Linked DNA regions of Gossypium hirsutum: regions 2 and 3 are each linked to region 1. The links are chromatin contacts, called in public Hi-C maps. All regions are on one chromosome and are shown on one strand. Each heading gives the region's core, a stretch centred on a gene start, on an enhancer-like site or on the middle of the called end of the contact. The rest is flanking DNA. Distances are from core to core; before and after follow the strand shown. Region 1 holds the start of LOC107948473 (F-box/kelch-repeat protein At2g44130). Region 2 holds the start of LOC107948232 (carbon catabolite repressor protein 4 homolog 1). Region 3 holds the start of LOC107948228 (54S ribosomal protein L17, mitochondrial).

What was found. Hi-C and Micro-C count contacts between places; a contact is called where the count stands out from the background.
Region 2: a Hi-C map of leaf shows a contact between it and region 1, with 2.4 times the contacts expected there. The contact joins the promoter of LOC107948232 here to the promoter of LOC107948473 in region 1. A contact is called at or near these places in 3 of 34 Hi-C or Micro-C datasets (callus and leaf).
Region 3: a contact with region 1 is called in a Hi-C map of leaf, with 2.7 times the contacts expected there. The contact joins the promoter of LOC107948228 here to the promoter of LOC107948473 in region 1. A contact is called at or near these places in 2 of 34 Hi-C or Micro-C datasets (both in leaf).

The regions. Positions count from the first base shown.
Region 1 is chrA04:20,868,132-20,870,930 of Gossypium_hirsutum_v2.1, reverse strand. It overlaps LOC107948473 (F-box/kelch-repeat protein At2g44130), which reads left to right and starts at 1,486. Exons shown (of 2, transcript XM_016883030.2): 1 at 1,486-1,657; 2 at 1,843-2,752. The coding sequence starts at 1,873. The coding sequence ends at 2,526.
Region 2 is chrA04:21,487,459-21,490,321 of Gossypium_hirsutum_v2.1, reverse strand. LOC107948232 (carbon catabolite repressor protein 4 homolog 1) reads right to left here and starts at 1,567. Exons shown (of 12, transcript XM_016882708.2): 1 at 934-1,567. The coding sequence starts at 1,091.
Region 3 is chrA04:21,693,063-21,695,883 of Gossypium_hirsutum_v2.1, reverse strand. It overlaps LOC107948228 (54S ribosomal protein L17, mitochondrial), which reads left to right and starts at 1,544. Exons shown (of 9, transcript XM_041111035.1): 1 at 1,544-1,723; 2 at 2,056-2,156.

The DNA.
Region 1 (2,799 bases), core at 237-2,736:
AAAAGATGATATCTTTTCCCTTTATTTTATTTTTAATCTAGTCAAAATTGGTCACAAACTCACCTAATTTTGACAATTTTGTCTCCTCATTGACTCTATGGCCGGCTATGCCTTCTTCCAAGGGTCTATTTGCCTTTTAAAGACCCCAAATTTTGGTTCTCTAACTATTTAACACCTTTAGCTATCAATTTAAGACTTTTACACTTTATGCGATTTAGTCCTTTTTCACAATTGGGCTCATAAACGCTAAAATTAATTCACCAAATTTTTCATGCACTAAAATAACCATGCTATGACTCTATTTTGATAATAAAATAATTTCTCTAACTTCGAATTTGTGGTCCCGAGACCACTATTCTGACTAGCCCCAAAATCGGGCTGCTACAAAAGTGAATAAGTTCAATCATAGTTGAACTCTCTAAGCTCTCTCTATATAAAAAGAAAACTGAGTAATTATTTTTCACACATTTGAATTCAAGAGAAAGTTGTAGAGAAAATTTTCAAAAGAAGTTATTTTAGAAAATTTCTGGTGATATTTTTTTATTTACAAATTGATTCAAAAGTTTAGAGAAATTGTGAAATTACCCTACTGGTAAGTTTTGTTAAATTTTTTTTGATTCGAAGCGAGCCCACACTCAACAGACATGAGTTTGAGGATAGCGGAGAAGACTACTAGGTTGAAGCGCTCATCCTAGATGAATCGAAATGTACAATTTTGATTAAGTGTTTATTACTTTAGATATCATAACCAAGACATTATTTTGAAAAAAAATTAAAAAATCTATTTTCTCTAAATTTATTTTCTGTTACGTTTTACAAACCTGTTTTTTCCAACACACGTTATGCTAATGTACAAAGACTTTTTTTAATAGTAAAAAATATATATTTTTTAATAAAATGACCAATTAACTATTTGATCTAATGTATAAATATTAATTTACCTAGGGGTGAAGCTAGAACAATTTTGTAGGGGGACTGAAAGAAATTTTAATTTTTTATAATTTTTAAAGGATTAAGTCAAATTTTTATAATTTTAGGAGGTTACAGGGTAATTTTACTTTTACTAATTTAAAATTTTTAAAAAAATTAAAGGATTTAAATAAAAAATTTTCAAGCCAACACTTAGATTTACCTCTAAATTTACCTATTTTTTTAATTGAGAGAACAAAAAAGAATTAAATTAATAATGAAAAATCTTCATGATACCTTTATCTCTTCTGCGTAAAGAATTAAGCTTAAATCTTCTTCCCTACATATAATTATAATTATGGTCATAATTGATAATATTAATTCAGAAATTGCAATGTAAATGATGAAAATATAATAAGCGATAATGCATATAAAAAAGTAAACAATAACCAAAAAAGAGAATAAAGAGGACCCACTGATGAGTTGTATCCAAGCTTATCCATATCACTATCTCAGTCAACTCTTTTTCCCCTCCTTCTCTATCCATATATTCACCCATTTTTTGTTCTTTGGATAATAATATGTCATTTTATTATATTATTCAACGAGTGCTTCCCTGGTTTACCAGAGGAAATCGGAAACGAGTGCTTGACTTGGTTTCATTATTCAACTCACAGACTCGCAGTTCGGGTTTGTCGACGATGGCAAGAGCTTCTCCAAAGCAAAGAGTTTTACTATCACAGAAAGCGTAACGGATATACCCAAAAAGCAGCTTGCTTGATTCTGTTACTTAAGTGCGACTCCGATCCTGATGGGTCCAAACCAGTTGGTCCCCCAAGATATGGGATCACCGTGTTTGAACCCGTAAGTGGAACCTGGGGTCGACTTGACCCGGTCCCTAAGTACCCTAATGGGCTTCCTTTGTTTTGTCAGATAACGAGTTGTGAAGGAAAGATTTTAGTGATGGGAGGGTGGGACCCAACGAACTACGAGGCAGTGCGGGACATGTTCATATACGAGTTCACAACTCAGAGGTGGAGACAAGGGAAGCAGATGTCGGAAACTCGATCCTTCTTTGCAGCTGGTGAGTTGGACGGACGCATTATCGTAGCGGGTGGTCACGATGAGCACAAGAACGCTTTAAGAACAGCGTGGGAATATGATGCAAGGATGTTTGAGTGGAAAGAGTTAAAACCGATGAGCGAGGAGCGAGACGAGTGTCAAGGGGTGGGGATTGGGTCGGAATTCTGGGTGGTGAGTGGATATTGTACGGACAATCAAGGACAATTCGAGGGGAGCGCCGAGGTAATGGAGTTAGAGACAGGTCAATGGGCCAGAGTAGAGGAGGCTTGGAAGGCTAGCCAGTGCCCAAGGTCTTGTGTCGGAGTTGGAAAAGAGAAGCAGCTCTTCAGCTGGGCAGACTGTGATTCGGCAATACGAGCTGGTGTTTGCTCGGTCCCCTTGGGAGAGTGGACATTTGTGTCTGGATCAGCTCATCAGGGTGGTCCAACAGGGTTCTTTTTGGTTGATCAACAAACTGGAAAGTTCAACACCATAGACGGAATTTCACAACAGGTTTCTGGCTTCATACAATCCGGTTGTTGTGTAGATATCTAAGCGAAGCTGCCGTGTTCAGTCCTTTGGTGAGCAAAAGCTCACAGTAACATGTGGATATAGTAAAATATAGCATGGATTAGGCAAGAGTATAGCATTTGTTATCATCACCGCATCAAGGAAATCTAGCGGCATCATGATAAGAGTGTATTTCTTATTTCTGTATTAAATTTCGTGACATGAATCTGTACATTACCCTTGCCTTGTCTGTATATACTTTCTTCTTCCACTTCGGTTTTTGATTTTATGAACCGCAAAGATTAATGGAGGATCCAA
Region 2 (2,863 bases), core at 318-2,817, 620 kb before region 1:
ATATTAAGTGTAGTTACTCTCAGTCTATGTTGAAACGTTCTTACGAGCTTTCATAGGAGTAGTGGTGCCAGGTGGCCACAAGAATGAAAACAAAGGAAACAAATTATTGCCTTCTATGGAAGATTCTAGCTCATTGAACCTAGTTTTGTCTATGACGCATAAAGAGACAAAGAGCTCAATTGCAACAATCTTGACTCAAGCAGCGAAAACTAAATCCAAGTAAAACCAAACAAAATGGCATGAAACTCAATGCCAGAATCAGACTCAAGAAACTACTTCTTGATACTTCAAGAATTTAAAAAATAAACACATCACTAAACAAACAAGATAATCCAGAACACGGAGTAACAAAAACAGATTGCAATCCAGTAAAAAGCAACCACACTATCTCCAAATGCACAGGTAGAAAAACTCAACTTATAGACCTCAATTCCACGCATCCCTTACGGAAAAACTCGACAATGTCACATATACTGTATTTACTAAAAACAGTCATATATATCAAACCCAAAAACCAAACTCAAACCCCCATTGATCAAAATGAGAACTACACAAAGGCCAAAACACCAAAAAGTAAAAAAAGAAAAAGGAATGAAACATAGAATCTAAGAAATTGTCTTATAATGCAAACACTTGCCACCTACAAAAAGCAGTTCACACATTTAGTAAAAAGCAATCAAATAATAACACACCCAAAAGAACTAGCTCAAAATCCAATTGGCCAACATGACAACTAACCAAAATACATAAACCAAGAAATAAATAAATAAATAAATAAATAAATAATAAAGAGTTTAATTGTTAATTAGACATAAAAAATTTCATACCACTTGAAAAGTTAAATGAAATTAGCCTAGCCATTGGCATAACCCCCGCAACCAACCAATAAAAAACCTAAAAGATAGATTCTTCAACGGATTTAAAAACACTTACCACTTATACCTCAAGAAGTGGCCATCAAGAGGGGCCGACTCAGGCACATCATCGGTTGTAACGGTCTTGTCAGGTCGGCGTAAGAGCACGTAAGGCGTGAGCTCGCAGCCAACAATTGGTATATCAGAAGGGAGGTGCACACGTAGCACGCTCAGCATGCTTTAACTTCTCGGGCTTCCTTGGTCGGTCACAGTTCGCAACGGTCACCACTTGGTAAACCTATCAAATCCAATCCTACACTAGCAAGAGCAGCAGAGCAAGAAATGACCTCGAAATGATGCGCAATCTCATCGAGGCGGAATCCAGGCGGATCCGCCATTTACTTGACCCGAAAACCCGCCAGCCTTGACAATCGTCCTCCTTTTCTTTTTCTTTCTTTTTTTCCGATTAAACAAACCCTAGAAGACTTGTTGATTAATCCCAAATACAAACATGCAAGAACCAAGAACAGATCTTGTAACGGTATTTAGGGTTTTGAAATAGAGAATGATTGAAGGAATGAATCGAAGAAGAGATATAGAGAAAGAAAGGGGGGAAATGAGGGGAACGAATGATAGTTAGGGTTTTACAGAGGACGTGAAAAAGGAAAGTCTTTATTTATGATATCTGTATATTATTTATAGAGAGAAATAATTTTTTTCAAGGATAAAAATTAATACATTTGTAATCTTTCCAGCGATATATCCATATAAAATTGACGTAATTTTAACTTTAATATTTATTCTTAAAAAAATTAAAATTAAGGCAACACATGTCTATTCATCTAAAGGAAAGTTTAGGTGAAAAAGTCCATAAATTGATTGTGCTAAGTAAATCCAATCGATTTAATTAATTTATATGGTAGGATAATCGGTTTAAGTTTTTTGTGTGGTGTACTTTTGGTATTCAATTTTCAAATTAATTTAAATTTAAATAAAAAATTTAATTCAAAAACTACTCTTTAGTCTAGACTTGTCCAAAGGTCCTATAAATCTCACTCGACTAGGATTAAGTTTAAATAAATATTTTCACACCTTGGGTCCACTTGCCCTGAGTTCAATTTCAACAATGAAAAATATTTTTAAATTTAAATTTAATTATAAAAATATATAAAATATCAATTAAAATATAATTTTTATCATTTTATTATTTTTTAAATGGTAAAATGGGCTTTTTGAGTAGACCAAGCTTGGCCGAAAACGAGTCTGGACTTGAAAAGTTTTTTGGAATCGGGTCTCTACCTAACCCATGGATACCTCTACCGTAACCCTACCCCAATAAGGGATGGCAACGGTGTGAGGCAAGATGAATTATCTCAACCCCAACCCGAAGTTTGACCAATTTGCCCCGACCCAATCCCAAGTCTTAAGAAAAAACTCACCCTAAGCCCAAACTCAAAATTTAATAAAATGCCTAACTGCATCTCGATCCGACCTGAAATTAATTTAATTATTTTATTTTTTATTTAGAAGCATATAAGAATAATTTTTTAATTTAGACTTAAATATTAATATATTTTTTTATATATGTATTTTATTGAAAGAAAATATTTAATATATGTATATATTAGGGGCAATTTTTTGAAAATATCCCAGGGCAAGGCAAAGCGGATTTACCTCTCTTGACAGACTATTTTTATAGTTTCACCCGTCTGAATCCTATTTCTCAAAAAAAAAAATCCGACCCTCATGGATCGGGTTGGGCCGAAACCTATCAAATTCAAATTTTTTTGCCATCTTTAATCACTGCCCTTAAATAGGAATATAAGTGCGCTTCAATATGCTTAAACCCATTTTCTCTTGTACCGGCAACAATGACGATGCCAACCGAGTTCAAACTCAATCAACAAAAATAATTTAATTAAATTCAACTAATTTTAAAAGAATTCGATTGGTGATTAAATCAACTGCATTATCAATTTTCAATTCACCCAATTTAACTAGTTAAACCA
Region 3 (2,821 bases), core at 295-2,794, 820 kb before region 1:
GGCTAGTTCGAACATTTCGAGTCGCCCACGTCATGTGGGTGCACTCCAACCCCCACTAGTTTGGACTTGCAACCCCCTTACGTGCGAGGCAAGGTTATAAGCTTAATCATTCAATCATCCTTTAAGAGGGTTCCCATATATAAACACATCTCATACTTGATATTTAACTAATGTGAGATCAAGCCTTTACTTTTCTTCAACAAATATTTCCAAATAGCTTACTTTGAACATTAATTTCTCATTCACCACTCAACCATTTTGAGCATATGATGTATCGTTGTAAAGGTCTCATGGAGTAAAATATGAAACCATAATTTTATGATTCAACTCTCCACCTTTACCTATTGAGAATATGCCTCAAAGTTCCCATAAAATGCAATTTTTCCAACATCATTTTTTTTTCTAAATTTTTTAGCGAAACCTCTCATTTAAGACGTCATCTAAATAGTTGTTTGAAAAAAATTAATAAGGACATCATTCATTCAATACACCATAGCCACTCAACCATCTTTAGGAGGTGGTTCATCTATAAAAACCTATAAGTTTGATGCTGATGCTGATGAGTGTCATCAAGTTATTTCTACTTTTCTTGTGTGTGGCAAGCATTCATTTAGAATAGTTCAAGAACTGAGATTTAGATACATGATGAGTATTGTTAATCCTAATTTTAATACAATAAAACATTTATTATATTTATGTTAATATTTTTAAAATATAAATATTTTTTAATGAGTTACAAAACATTTATTTTAGCATTTTTAGTGCATTTAGTATATTATATATATTTTAAAAAATATTTTTAAATAAAAACTAATCTAAAATAATCAAATATGAGCAAGCCGGATCGGTTCGAGTTTACCTTTTTTAAATCAAATCGGATTTGGATAAAAATGTAAGCCCATTTTCTAGACCGATTAGACTTGAATTAAAAAATTGATCTAAATACATTGTATGGATCTAGCCCAAATTTGATCCAGCCCGATGACCTAAGTTTTAACACTTTTTAGATGAATTAATGTAGTAGACTGATGTGATCATTGGGTACATGTCGATAACATCTAGAAGAAATTATACTGATGTGTTGATTACCATATTATGTTATCCCGGAATTTGACATGTTTTTTAAACTATAATTTATTGATATATTATATATTTTAAATTTTTTATATAAAAATAATTTAAAAAATTTAATATGAACATGCCAAGTCAGATTCGAATTTAGCATTTTTAATTTAGGCTAGATTTAGATAAAATTTTAAGCTTATTTTTTAAATTAAGTTGGACAGTTACCAATCACAAAAATAATAATAATAATGATAGACATTAATGGTGATAATATTAATGGCAAGAACATTAACAAAAACAAATTAATAAAACAATTTCCAAGGGAAGTTAATATAACTATACATATGTTGGCTGGAATGATAAAAATTTTCCTTTATGATCCGATAATGTTTAGGAACTCCAAAAGCGATCATGGAATATTTACAGCTAGATGATCGGTTTATTTATATTTACACTGGAATAATATTGTAATTGTTTTCAATTTTTATCTACCAAAAAGAAAAATGAAGGCAATGAAGTTAAAGTAAGAAAATAATACCCACATACTGGAACCGCGTTGATTAGAAACTACAAGATTTCGGCCGCTCCTGAACCTTCTAAAATCTTGGTCTTTTCCCTTTCTATCGTTTTATTCACTTAAATGAAGATAAATTAAAGGGTAAATTTAAAAATAATTATTTTTGTTTAATTTAGATTATATTTTAGTTATTTATATTATGGTAAAACATAATGTGAAGTAAATAAAAATGAACAAAATCTTTCACTTCTCTGTCAAACTGAACCTTCTGCAAAGCTAACCAAGAGAAGGAGCCTTCTCTTTTGTTTTGAAACCCTAGCCGCCGTGAGCTTTCATCGCCATCAAAATGTCGTCAAGGGTTGTCTCCAACTGTCAACCCTTTTAAGTCGCCCCTCTATTTCTCCTTTTTCAAAACCTTCGATTCGATTTGATTTTGGATTCAAGGCCCTTTCTGTTAAGTTCTTTTTCTCCAGTTCGTTTTTTTCAGGTCACCAAGTGCTCGACGATATTACTCAACGAACAAAACTAGAAGCTGATCATTTTACTCTCTTGATCGGATCACCAACTTTCTTCGGTAAGAGCCTGCTTAATTGGATATGATCTAATATATTATTAAACCAGTAAAAAACTTGAACGATTTAAAATGTGTACTTAAAGATAAATTGCATGATTTAGCTTTTATATGACTGTTTCGGATTAAAAATCGAGTTGATTCTATTAACTCAATTCAAATAATTTGAAATTCGATTTTTTTTCGAATTTTTCGAGTGGAATCGAATTCAATATTAAATTGAAATATGCAGGCAGGGGCCGAAGGGCTTGATTTGTTCTTTTTTACTCTGTCTTTAGTTAATTTGTTCTTTCTAACTTGTAGATATTTCCATGAATTAAAAAAATTATTAATTTTCTGAGCAAAAAGGCTAATAATACCAAGGCATACATCTTTTGCATGGTACATTATTTTAGTTTCTGAAACATAGATTTTGTCAATAGAAACTCAGTAAACTGGTTTTCCCTATACTCAGGTGGGATGCGAAAATGCTAAAAATACACAATTAAAAGCTTGAATATTCAAGATTTTTCTCGAGATGGTTTAATCTGTCAATACTTTTGCAAATTTTGATATGTCTCTATACAAGTAAACATCAAGAGTGAGTTCCTTTTTTATTCCGTTTTTATTTGCATGCATGTGCTTGTGCTTGTGCTTGACCAAGTATCATTTGAAATAAAGATTGACCA